Regions from separate parts of the Capra hircus genome. Here region 1 is linked to region 2. The links are chromatin contacts, called in public Hi-C maps. All regions are on one chromosome and are shown on one strand. Each heading gives the region's core, a stretch centred on a gene start, on an enhancer-like site or on the middle of the called end of the contact. The rest is flanking DNA. Distances are from core to core; before and after follow the strand shown.

The links. A called contact is a pair of places that touch in the nucleus more often than the background predicts.
Region 1: a contact with region 2 is called in a Hi-C map of liver, with 4 times the contacts expected there. The contact joins the enhancer-like site here to the promoter of RGSL1 in region 2. A contact is called at or near these places in 2 of 5 Hi-C or Micro-C datasets (blood and liver).

The regions. Positions count from the first base shown.
Region 1 is chr16:62,457,130-62,462,633 of ARS1.2, forward strand. No RefSeq gene overlaps it. Among named protein-coding and RNA genes, the nearest start is that of NPL, 12 kb to the right of the region's middle. Within about 2 kb of position 2,407, at least 1 of the 5 cell types and tissues checked has an H3K27ac peak or open chromatin away from gene starts, as enhancers often do.
Region 2 is chr16:62,166,984-62,172,205 of ARS1.2, forward strand. RGSL1 (regulator of G-protein signaling protein-like) reads left to right here and starts at 1,715. Exons shown (of 21, transcript XM_005690946.2): 1 at 1,715-1,727; 2 at 5,091-5,173. The coding sequence starts at 1,715.

The DNA of each region.
Region 1 (5,504 bases), core at 1,157-3,656, 290 kb after region 2:
CAGGGTGGCAGGGACCGTGTCTGGTCTTGCTCTGGAGTTTCCCACAGCCCCAAACACTGTTCCAGGAGCAACAAAGTGGGCCTTTGACAAATGCCGGCTGGTTTACTGGTTGGTGGGGGGTCTGGGAGACTGGTTGATTTTCTGATGGGCTTATTTAAGCCAGCATCTGAGCTATCTAGAGCCTGGAGAAGAAAACAGAGAAGGTGCTGGGTTACAGAACACGGCCCATGGTCATTCCAGCCACCATCCTTCAGTTCAAACTGCCTCATCACCGACCAAGTCATTTCGTTTCTCTCTACCTAGGTTTTCCACATATGTAGGATAGGGAAATCAAAACATGTCACCAGATAACACCATTTTTTAGATCACGTGATGTTTTTCATCCAAAGATTTTACAAGATAAAATCCTCCCACGGGACAGGCATCACTGCGTAGAGGAGAGGTCGTGCTTTGAAATTAAAGAGACTTCTTACCAGCTATTTAGCTATTTGTTATCGTTAACAAATAGCTAAATAAACCTCTCTCCCTGAAACTAAACTCTCATCTCTGAAGTTACTTCAGTGACTGTAATTATTTGTAATATTACTTCTGTCCATAGGCTTGTTGAAATATTCTCATTTTTCCCAATTTCTGCAAGTGCCATGCCTCACAGGAAGTGTTAAGAATTATTATTATCATAATAAGTATAACAAACACCTCTGTTTGTCTCATACACTAGTTAAAGAGTGTCTGCTTCAGCGGTGATTCATGGGTTTTCTTCTTAGAGAACAAAGTCAGGGAGTTACACAATTTCTTTATCTTTCTTGGTTGAGGGATTGTTTATGCTTAATGGTCTATCACATGACTTCAGACTTATTCAACTAAATAATAAGTGAAGAAACACCCGATACGCGGCACTAACAAATCCATTCCTCAGTCTGTCTCTTTCACCTCTGCTATAAACATGTAGATGAATGGGGCACAGAGTTAATCTTATTTCTCTGAACTAGGGATGATGCAAATAAAATACTCTGTCCCTGTGTGTCATTTGCTTTTCCCCCTTTTGATCAGTATGCTTTGCCATACTGTATCCATTTCTGTTTTTGTCTTTGTTTTCTGGATCGGCAGGTACAGAATGCAACTAGTCACACAGCTGTGACATGTTATTTTCTTAAAACAAGATCAGCTTAAGCCTCCCCCAAGTGCTGCTCTAACCCTGGATCTTCTCCGCCTGAGGACCCCAGGAGCCTAAAGAGCTTTGAACGGCTACTTTGCAGGATAGATGACTCCCCCCTTTTTAAAATTATTTTTAATTGGAGGATGATTACACAGTTGCGTTGGTTTCTGCCATACAACCGTGTGAATCAGCCATAAGTATACATATGTCCCCTCCCTCTTGAACCTCCCTTCCATCCCTCATCCCATCCCACCCTCTAGGTTGTCACAGAGCACTGGGCTGAGCTCCCTGTGTTATAGAGCAGCTTCCCAGCAGCTGTCTATTTCACACTAGGCAATGTATATGTTTCAACGCTACTCTCAGTTCGGCCCCGCTGGGTCCACAAGCTTGTTCTCCATGCCTGTGCAGAGGACACCCTTTAAGAAGAGTTTTCCTCCCTCTTCGTGGGTTGCCTGAGTATCCCTTTGGGAAAGATGAACTGTTTCCTTTTGCGTACCTGTGCTAAACAGCAATTCGATTTTTCTCTCAAAAGCATTCATCAAGGTCTGCCGTGTAACGGGCAAGGCCTGGGTGCTGGAGAGACAAGGGTGACTACCACTCTACCACCCAGAGCTGGGGACTCCCACTGTAGGAACCCACAGTTTGATGGAGGAAGCAGAAAGCCTGAAAGATAACTACCACACAGGGAGATAAGTGTGACTCGAAAGTGTGTGGCCAGGCTGTCAGCCTGAGGCCAGTGTTGCCCACCACTAGGAGTCAACTTTGTCTGATAAATCTAAGGGAGCAGTTGGCCTGGTTAGGAGCTGATTAGACCGAAGGGAAGGGATGGCTTGAAGGTGCTTGCGACAAAGGAATGATAGGAAGGAACAGTCCTGGGGTGCAGAATGGGGCATGGGAAAGAAAAAAATGTCTTCTCTCTGACCTTGGCTCCCTGCCTAAGCTCTATAGACTCATTTCTGAGCCTGTGGACAGAGAGCCTGCAGGCAGAGAGGGTAGCGTCGGTGAGGCGCTGGATACAAGTCATGTCACTTTGAGACAAGGGTGAAAAACTGGCCAAGAAGAAGGGGCTTTTCTGTGTCTTTAGGCACCAAGAGAGCAACTTTGGCTGAGAGCGCTGTGACAGTGGCTGAGGGGAGACACTGCCCCCCAGTGGCCTCATGGCAGGGGACACCAACAAGGAGCTGGAAGACTAACAGGAAAAGACGGGAGGGAACACCAGCGGTACCACCTGCCTCCCAGGAACACTGGGGGAGACGTGGAGGGAGGGCTGCCCACTCCGCAGGCGGGTGGAAGCACAGCCAGTGCAACGGGAGTTCTCACCACTAAGACAATAACCGTTACCAGCAGCGCTGATGCGTAGGTAAAACTGCAGGAAACAGAGGTTCAGTTCAGTTCAGTCGCTCAGTCGTGTCCGACTCTTTGCGACCCCATGGGCTGCAGTGCGCCAGGGTTCTCTGTTCATCACCAACTCTGGGAGCCTACTCAAACTCATGTCCATCGCGTTGGTGATGCCATCCAACCATCTCATCCTCTCTCATCCCCTTCTACATGCACAAAAGTTATGTGAACACCAAAAAAACCCCTTATTTTCTGGCCACAAGATTAAGCAGAGTGGTATGTGCACTAGTTAGTAATGGGTCTGATAGGCAGAGCTATAGGATGTCCAAGATAAGTAACAAGAGGAGATTCAGACACAACTTTGGGGGTGGGGGTGGAGACTGGGTGGTGGTGAGCAGGAGTTCAGCCAGACACGGAGCGGGCTGCTGCAAAGCTCTGGATGCAGGAGCTTCCGGGAAGATGCTGCCAAAGAAGATGGCCCCGAGGCTGCGCACATCCTGGAAGTCAGACGACCAGACAGGAATACTCAACCAAATTTAAAACAGGACTTCTCTCCTGAACTAAACAAAATGAAATTCTATCCACAAGTGCATGGTTCAGTGGAAAAAAGAAACAAAAACTTCAAACAGCCCTAAAAGGCATGTTGAAAAATAAGTCCCTCCCTTCCTCAATCCCTATTGCCAGGAGAAATGACTGATAGCTACTGTCATATACTAGTATAAAACAACTAGCGAGTTGTTAAATTTCTTAAATATTTCCTTTCAGGTTGATAAGTAGCTACTGCTTCAAGCCCATAAAGTGCTGCCTGCCCAGAATTTCAACCAATCATTAATGGGTTAAAGCTTAGATTCCAGGGGGTCTCCAGCATCCTTCCAGCTTGAAGGCCAGCAGCCATCCTGTTTGTCAATGCCGAGCCACATAAATATTCTGAACATCACTGTTATCCTTCCAGATAACCTATTCGCGTATATAGGCATATCCCTGCACACATCTTTACTTCTTTTAATACAGATGGAAGAACTGAACACTGCTCTGCGTTTTGCGTGGTTTTTTACCTGCTTGGCCCACCTTTACAAATGTAGACTGTAGGTATGTCTTTCAGAGCTAACATAATCTAGTTATAACAAGCCAAACTGACCTGAGAAATGGGCACAGGAATAAAGAGTGAGATTCTGGAATAACTTATGGGAGCTTTCCAGTAGACCCAGAAGAACTTGGCCGATGGATTCAGTGGAAATACCACTGAAAGCTGGAATCCGAGAGTGCTGGTCTAGGCTAATGATACCCTGACAGCTTGGGTGCAGAGGAGGAGGAGGGACAGGGCCAGCGAAACCTCCCTGAGTCTCCCTCCAGAGACCATCTGGGCTCCTACCCCTGCTACCAGCTGACAGAGGGGACCTAAGCTTTAGAGGTTGAACGGTTAGCATCTAAATTCAGGCCTTACCCAGAATCAAACCAGTCTTGGGTAAAAATATATTAAATTGACCTTACCTCAGTGAATTTCCTTTCTTTCAAAAGGGACACATAATAAATTTTCCTCATAAAAGAGTCAAAATATATTTCTCCTAACTGCTCCATCTTCATCTCAAATGTGAAAAGAAGCATAGAACTTTTTTATTCATGAGGGAGAACATACTTACAAACTAAATTTGAACCACATTTTTAAGTATCCTCTACATATCAGAAAGTCAAGCCCACTGAATATGCATCTTCTTATAGTCGTCTTTATCATTAAAGCACAAAAGACTACAATTTGCCGGGGGGGAGTGGGGGACATAATTTTTCATGTCTAGCTTTTGTGTTTCTATACATCCTTTTTTTAATATTAAGAGGCAAGGATTAAACAAGATTTAAAATTAAAGGTTTCATCTGCATAGATTAAGGGGAAAGGAGGATGAGGAAATGGGAGAAGGAAAGGATTAGCTAATATTATTATTGTTTACTGATATTCCCAGAAACTTTCAGTCCAGAAAGGATTCATCAAAAGAGAAAGTAATTTCCGCTGATAGACTGCCACCTGGTGGTGAGTTTTTACTTTACTCATAATATTGGGTTGGCCGAAAAGTTCTTTTGAGTTTTAAAATCTCGAAAGAACTTTTTGGCCAACACAATATAAGCAGTTACTGAGTTTTGGGATGTTTTGGAAGACACGCTTATTTCTCTTTGAGACCCCTGGGGAATGTTATAGACTATTGCCACAAGGAAAATGGACTCACTTGTATGCTTCCCAAAGACCTAACGATCGGGTGGCACAGCGGTAAAGAATCTGCTTGTCAATGCAAGAGACATAAGAGACACATAAGACCCCAGGGTTGGATCCCTGGGCCAGGAAGATTCGCTGGAGTAGGAAATGGCAGCCCGCTCCAGTATGCTTGCCTGGAGAATCCCATGGACAGAGAAGCCTGGCGGGCTACAGCCCATGAGGTCCCGAAGAGTTGGACACGACCGAGCACAGACAAATGCAGTCACCAGGTAGACAGCAGCAATGCAGGCTGAACGTCTTTCAAAAGGGGGTCTGGCCTTTGTAATTATTTGAAGATTACCAAAGAAGCCCAGCCAAGCAAAATTAATATTGTTACATTTCTCTCCTGTTTTCAACCTATGGCATGTTCATAAGTCACCCTTGCTAGCAGTCAAACAAAGCCCAAATTTTTTCAAAGGGTTTTCCTCTCATTAGGTGGTGACAAAACATGTGTGCAACCCATTGGTTCAGTTCAGTTCAGTCGCTCAGTCGTGTCTGACTCTTTGTGACCCCATGAACTGCAGCACGCCAGGCCTCCCTGTCCATCACCAACTCCTGGAGTGCACTCAAACTCACGTCCATCGAGTCGGTGATGCCATCCAGCCATCTCATCCTGGGTCGTCCCCTTCTCCTCCTGCCCCCAATCCCTCCCAGCATCAGTCTTTTCCAATGAGTCAACTCTTCGCATGAGGTGGCCAAAGTACTGGAGTTTCAGCTTCAGCATCAGTCCTTCCAAAGAACACCCAGGACTGATCTCCTTCAGAATGG
Region 2 (5,222 bases), core at 465-2,964:
TGACTTGCCTCTCCTTCAAGTGAACATGAGCTTAGTCTTCAAATCCATTTGAAGGCAATAAAAAATGAGTGACAAAAGTTAATTTCCACATTAAAATATTCTGAACACTTGTCTTACAACAGGTCGTTCTCTGTGAGTAAATTTATGCTGAGTTCCAAATTTCCAACTTGTGACAAATGTTTTAGACCTTGGTACTTTGGGAATATGTTAGAAATTTCTATTTTCTCATCATTTCTTATTGTTTTTCATCTCTAAGACTCTTTCCATGTAGACAAAAGACTTTGTGCTCTTGTCTTTGAGTTGCTCATGACCCCAGAAGAAGGCCTAGCCCAGTTTACAATTGAAAAAACATTATACCATTTATACCATCCTTGGGCTTCTGGTGTCTCAGTTGGTAAGGAATCTGCCTGCAGTGCAGGAGACCTGGGTTTGATCCCTGTATTGGGAAGATCCCCTGGAGGAGGGCATGGCAACCCACCCCAGTATTCTTGCCTGGAGAATCCCCATGGACAGAGGAACCTGGCAGGCTACAATCCATGGGGTTGCAAAGAGCTGGACATGACAGAGACTAAACACACACATACCATCCTGAGAAAAATTAAAATGAAAGAATTATAACTTTCCCATATTGCCTCTTGCTTACCTCTATTTTCTTGGAGTAATTGGCCTAAATGAATGAGGAATTGATCAGGAATATAACATTCTTGATCAAAACTGGTCACAGAAAATCTCCAGTTCATCTGTATGCTGTGATTAGATGAAAATGTTGAATAGCTTTTTTTCAGTCTTACACTTAATTTCTTAGATATGTGGGATACCTTTTTCTAAGTAGCTCCTTTCCATACAGATATTGTTTACATCTTACTTTATAACATCTATGGGAAAGTCTAATTAAACATATAAGGATATACATAAGAAGTAGTGGAAGAAATTATACAGAAAATTACATTATTATGAGAAAGTCCAGGAGAGTTATTTCTAACCCCATTAAAGTATGTTTTTCACATGAAAGGAAGGTTTGATTTACTGGCATATTTGAAATAACACAAGCTCTTGAATCAGATAGGCAGAGTCCAATCTCAGTGTTGCATTTACTATTTTGCATTGAAAAGGAGGTGATGATAACCCCTATTTTGCATCACTAAGAACTGAATGAGAATCGTAGTCTAATTCTTCTACATGAAAGCTAATGTGTGTTCAATCTCTTTTCAAACCCACAACCAACCAGAGGAAACTATCTGCAAAAGAAGAGAAGGGGTAGAAAACAGCATGGATATTAGGTTGAATTTTCCAGCTTATCTGAGAGTCAAGTCATTAAATATTTATTGAATACCAGTTAAATTTCTAGAAGGATATTAGATCCAAAAGACACATCAGAAGTTAACAGATTCCTACTCCCTCAAAGAATGAAGTCAAGTTCAAGAGACAGAACTTCAACTCAGGATCTATAATTAGACAACAATTAAAAGGAAACTGTCAATGCACACCAAATAGTATGGACTAAAGCCCTAGGTATAGGAAGAGTCTGTATAGTTTAGAGAATTCAGGAGCTCAGTTAAAAGAAGATTTATCTTCAGCTTGAGTTCAACACCAGAGGCATAGAATCTGGAACCCCTAGCAGGAGGTGTCACTGTGCATTCGTAAGCGGCAGGGTTCTGTTGACTGGGTGCTGATTCCGCTCCTAAACAATCAGTAGCAGGAAGAGCAAGGCGACATGAGCAATGCTGGTGAGTCTCTGAAAGGGATGTCTCAGCAGCTTTGAGCACCCCAAGTAAGGCAAACCACTCACCTTTGCAGTGTCAACAGGAATGAGTCAGTCAGGGACACCACATGTAGACTCTGTGTTATTCGCGCCCGTTGTTTTTCTTCTCTCTCTTCCCCTTCCCCCACCCCATGCCATCAGATCTTTGAGGATCAGATAAGGTCCCATTGATAACACAACAAAGGCAACTAGGAGGAATACCTAAGAGGAAAGAATTAACATGCATATCGACCATTGCGTGTCATACCTCTTCCAGGGAGAAGGCTGGCATGAGGTTTGGGGTTATCCAACAATTTCTTTATTACCGAGTCAGTATCACTATTGTATAGAATGAATGTTGAAAACCTCAGATTATTCTGAAGTTTGAAGGCAGAACAGGTAAGAATGGAGAAACAGGAGTGCAGGATGGGGAAGGGGAGTATGCGGAGAGCCTTTTTCCTACACCCCATGAAGACTGCTTTGTTAGTACCGAGCGCTGCCACAGTCCCGTCCCTTTCACCATCAGTGTTTGTGTGGCTACAAAACAATCGACTGAGAAATTTCTTCCAAACACCGCTTTCCTGCGGTCAGATCCTCTCAATAATCTGTTCAACAAATCCATACCAGGCTTTATGAATGACAAACAAGTGAACAAGAGTCCAGAAGATTGAAGATCTTCTCTTGCAAGAACAATTCACCCAGCACTTACAGAACACTTTGCAAACACCGTTAGCGTCTAGAAGAAAAACAATGAACAGACAAAAGTCTCTCCTCTCGTGGAGCTCAGTCTCATGAGGAAGACAGATGCATCAGTGAGTGAAAAGAATGACTTGTTCATGGTTGTGATGGAAGTTGTACAGGACCGTGTGAGGTGACGGGGAGCAGTGATCAATTTTACTATTGTGGTACCTTCTGCCATTCTTGGTTCACCAGGGAGATTTCATGTAAACCATTTCTTGATAGATAGCAATTTGTGAAGCAGCCTGGGGTTGAAAGGATGTTTCAGGGGATGGGAATGTGGGAATAAAGATACAGAGGTTGGATGTGAGAGTGCATAGCTTGTGCAGGAAAGAGCAGTGTCTTAGCTGGTCAACAGGAGGCAACATGGAGTGGAGCCTCCCAGGTGAGGCTTGGAAGGAACACGAAAACCAGATTGGGTGAAGCCTTAGATACTGTACTAAGGAATTTAGTCTTTATCTTGTAGGACAATGAAGAATTGCTGAAGAGTTTTAGCAATAATATGGTGGCAGTGATTAGAAACAGCAAGAACATTTGAAGAAACTGATGCAACAGTCTGGATGAGAAATGATAGAGGCCTGAAATAAGAAAGTGACTTTATGGATGGAGATGCAAGAATAGGCGCCATCGATACATAAAAGGAGAAAGCACATGCCGCTCCATTGCATGTGGGAGTGCTGAGAGAGAAAAACAGAGAGCAAGAGAAATCAAAGATGATTTTCAGGTTTCTGGTTCAGACAGTTGGATGCTGGTTCCAGTAACTGAGACTGGGAATATAGGAAAATGAGCAGGTTGGGAAGAAAAACTATCAGATCAGCTTTGAAAATGTTGAGATGAAAGTGCCTGATGGGTGTCATGTGGAAACATCCCATAGCTCATTGGATACTGAAACCTAGAGTCAAGGAAAGAAGTCTGGACTGAGAACATAGATTTTTAAGTTATCCATGTGGAATAGATGAAATAAATCAGGGAATTATAAAAAGATGTGCAGAGGGCTGAAGAGAGAGACAGAAAAACATAAAAATTTACACTGGATAGCAAAAAAGACATCTGCAGAACAGAGGGCAAAAATTGGCATCTGTTCTATTATAATAGTGTTTGATTGTCCGGGTTTCTCTTTCTATTACAAGAAAATAATAACCACCAAAGTATCATTAGGAAAAGCAATAAAGGGAATTTCTTAGTTTTCTTATGTTACTGTAACTTCATCCTAGTGGAGTGACACTTACTCTTCTCATCACACATTTGGCTAGACTGAGAAATAGGTCTAGTGTCTAATATTTAGGTTTCTCATTTTGTAAGTCTTTCATTATAAATTTTAGGTATGATAGAAAAATGCTGGGCCATTAATAGGACAATTAACTTACTATTTGCTAGTTAACATTATACACTAAAAAGCATAGACAGTGAATTAGAATGAACTTAGAGAAGCCACCGGTGGTCTCTATGCTTGGCTTTGAGACAGTCAGCATTTTTTCCTTGTATTAATTTGGGCAGCACAATGATCAAGCTTGAGAGAATTAATAAATATGTTGCATAACCAATATTTTTCCAAAAAAGCTCTTTGGGGGTTTTAATGTTGGGCCAAAACCAACTAGTTGAAATTTGACTTGGTTTCTTGGTAAAGTGACTGCATAAATTAAAGATGGTGGAGTGAATAGTGTAATGTGAGAGTGCCCAAAGCTAACCTCATTTCCGGCCACACTAGTATAACTTAGAAGATGGGCAATAGTTGTCTTATGCTCTTCCCTGGGAAGAATGTGAAATGCTTGAATTATGGGTGCCCCTCCAGCCAATGAGAGGGGAGTCAAATGGAAAGAAGGCCACACAAGGAAGTACTGAAAAATTCTTAGTGATTAGCCAGAGTGGGCGGAGGTAACCAAAATGTTGCGATGTCTTTATAAATATAGGAGCATTGTCCTTTAAAAGTGAACTTAGGTGAATTTGGTCCAGCTTCAGAGGGCAGAATTTCAACAAATGAAAAGAAAATAAAGGAAGGCAGTTCACAACAGGAAAGATATTACTAAACTATTTTCTTTTCAGTTCAGTTCAGTTCAGTCACTCAGTCATGTCTGACTCTTTGCAACCCCATGGGCTGAAGCACTCCGGGTTTCCCTGTCCATCACCAAACTCCTGGAGCTTGCTCATATTCATGTCCATCAAGTCGGTGATGCCAACCAACCATCTCATCCTCTATCATCCCCTTCTCCTGCCTTACAATCTTTCCCAGCATCAGGGTCTTTTCCAATCAGTCAATTCTTCACATCAGGTGGCCAAAGTATTGGAGAGTTTCACTGGAGAAGGGAATGGCAGACCACTTCAGTATTCTTGCCTTGAGAACCCCATGAACAGAATGAAAAAAACTATTTTATTTCTTCATAAATGGAATGGGCAGCCCTGTAAGGTGGCAAGCTTCCCACAGCTGGGAGTGCTTAAGCAGGGTTGCAGAGGAGGGTTCTGGAAAGGGAGGGAGGGGGAATTGAGTTGGATGACTTTAAAGGTCATCATCATGTGGAAATTTGCCCTTATGAAATGACCCATTCAATTGCTTCATTTTCTCATCCTAAATGCAATCCTGCTTATGAGTTTTGTTTTTTTTTTTCCCTTATAGAGATAATTGGTTCGACAAATCTTATAATTCTGCTAGAGGATGAAATCTTTGCCGATTTTTTCAACACATTTCTTTCTCTCCCGGTAAGCATTCTCAGACTCAAATCCAAATGTTTCATCAACAGCCAAATAG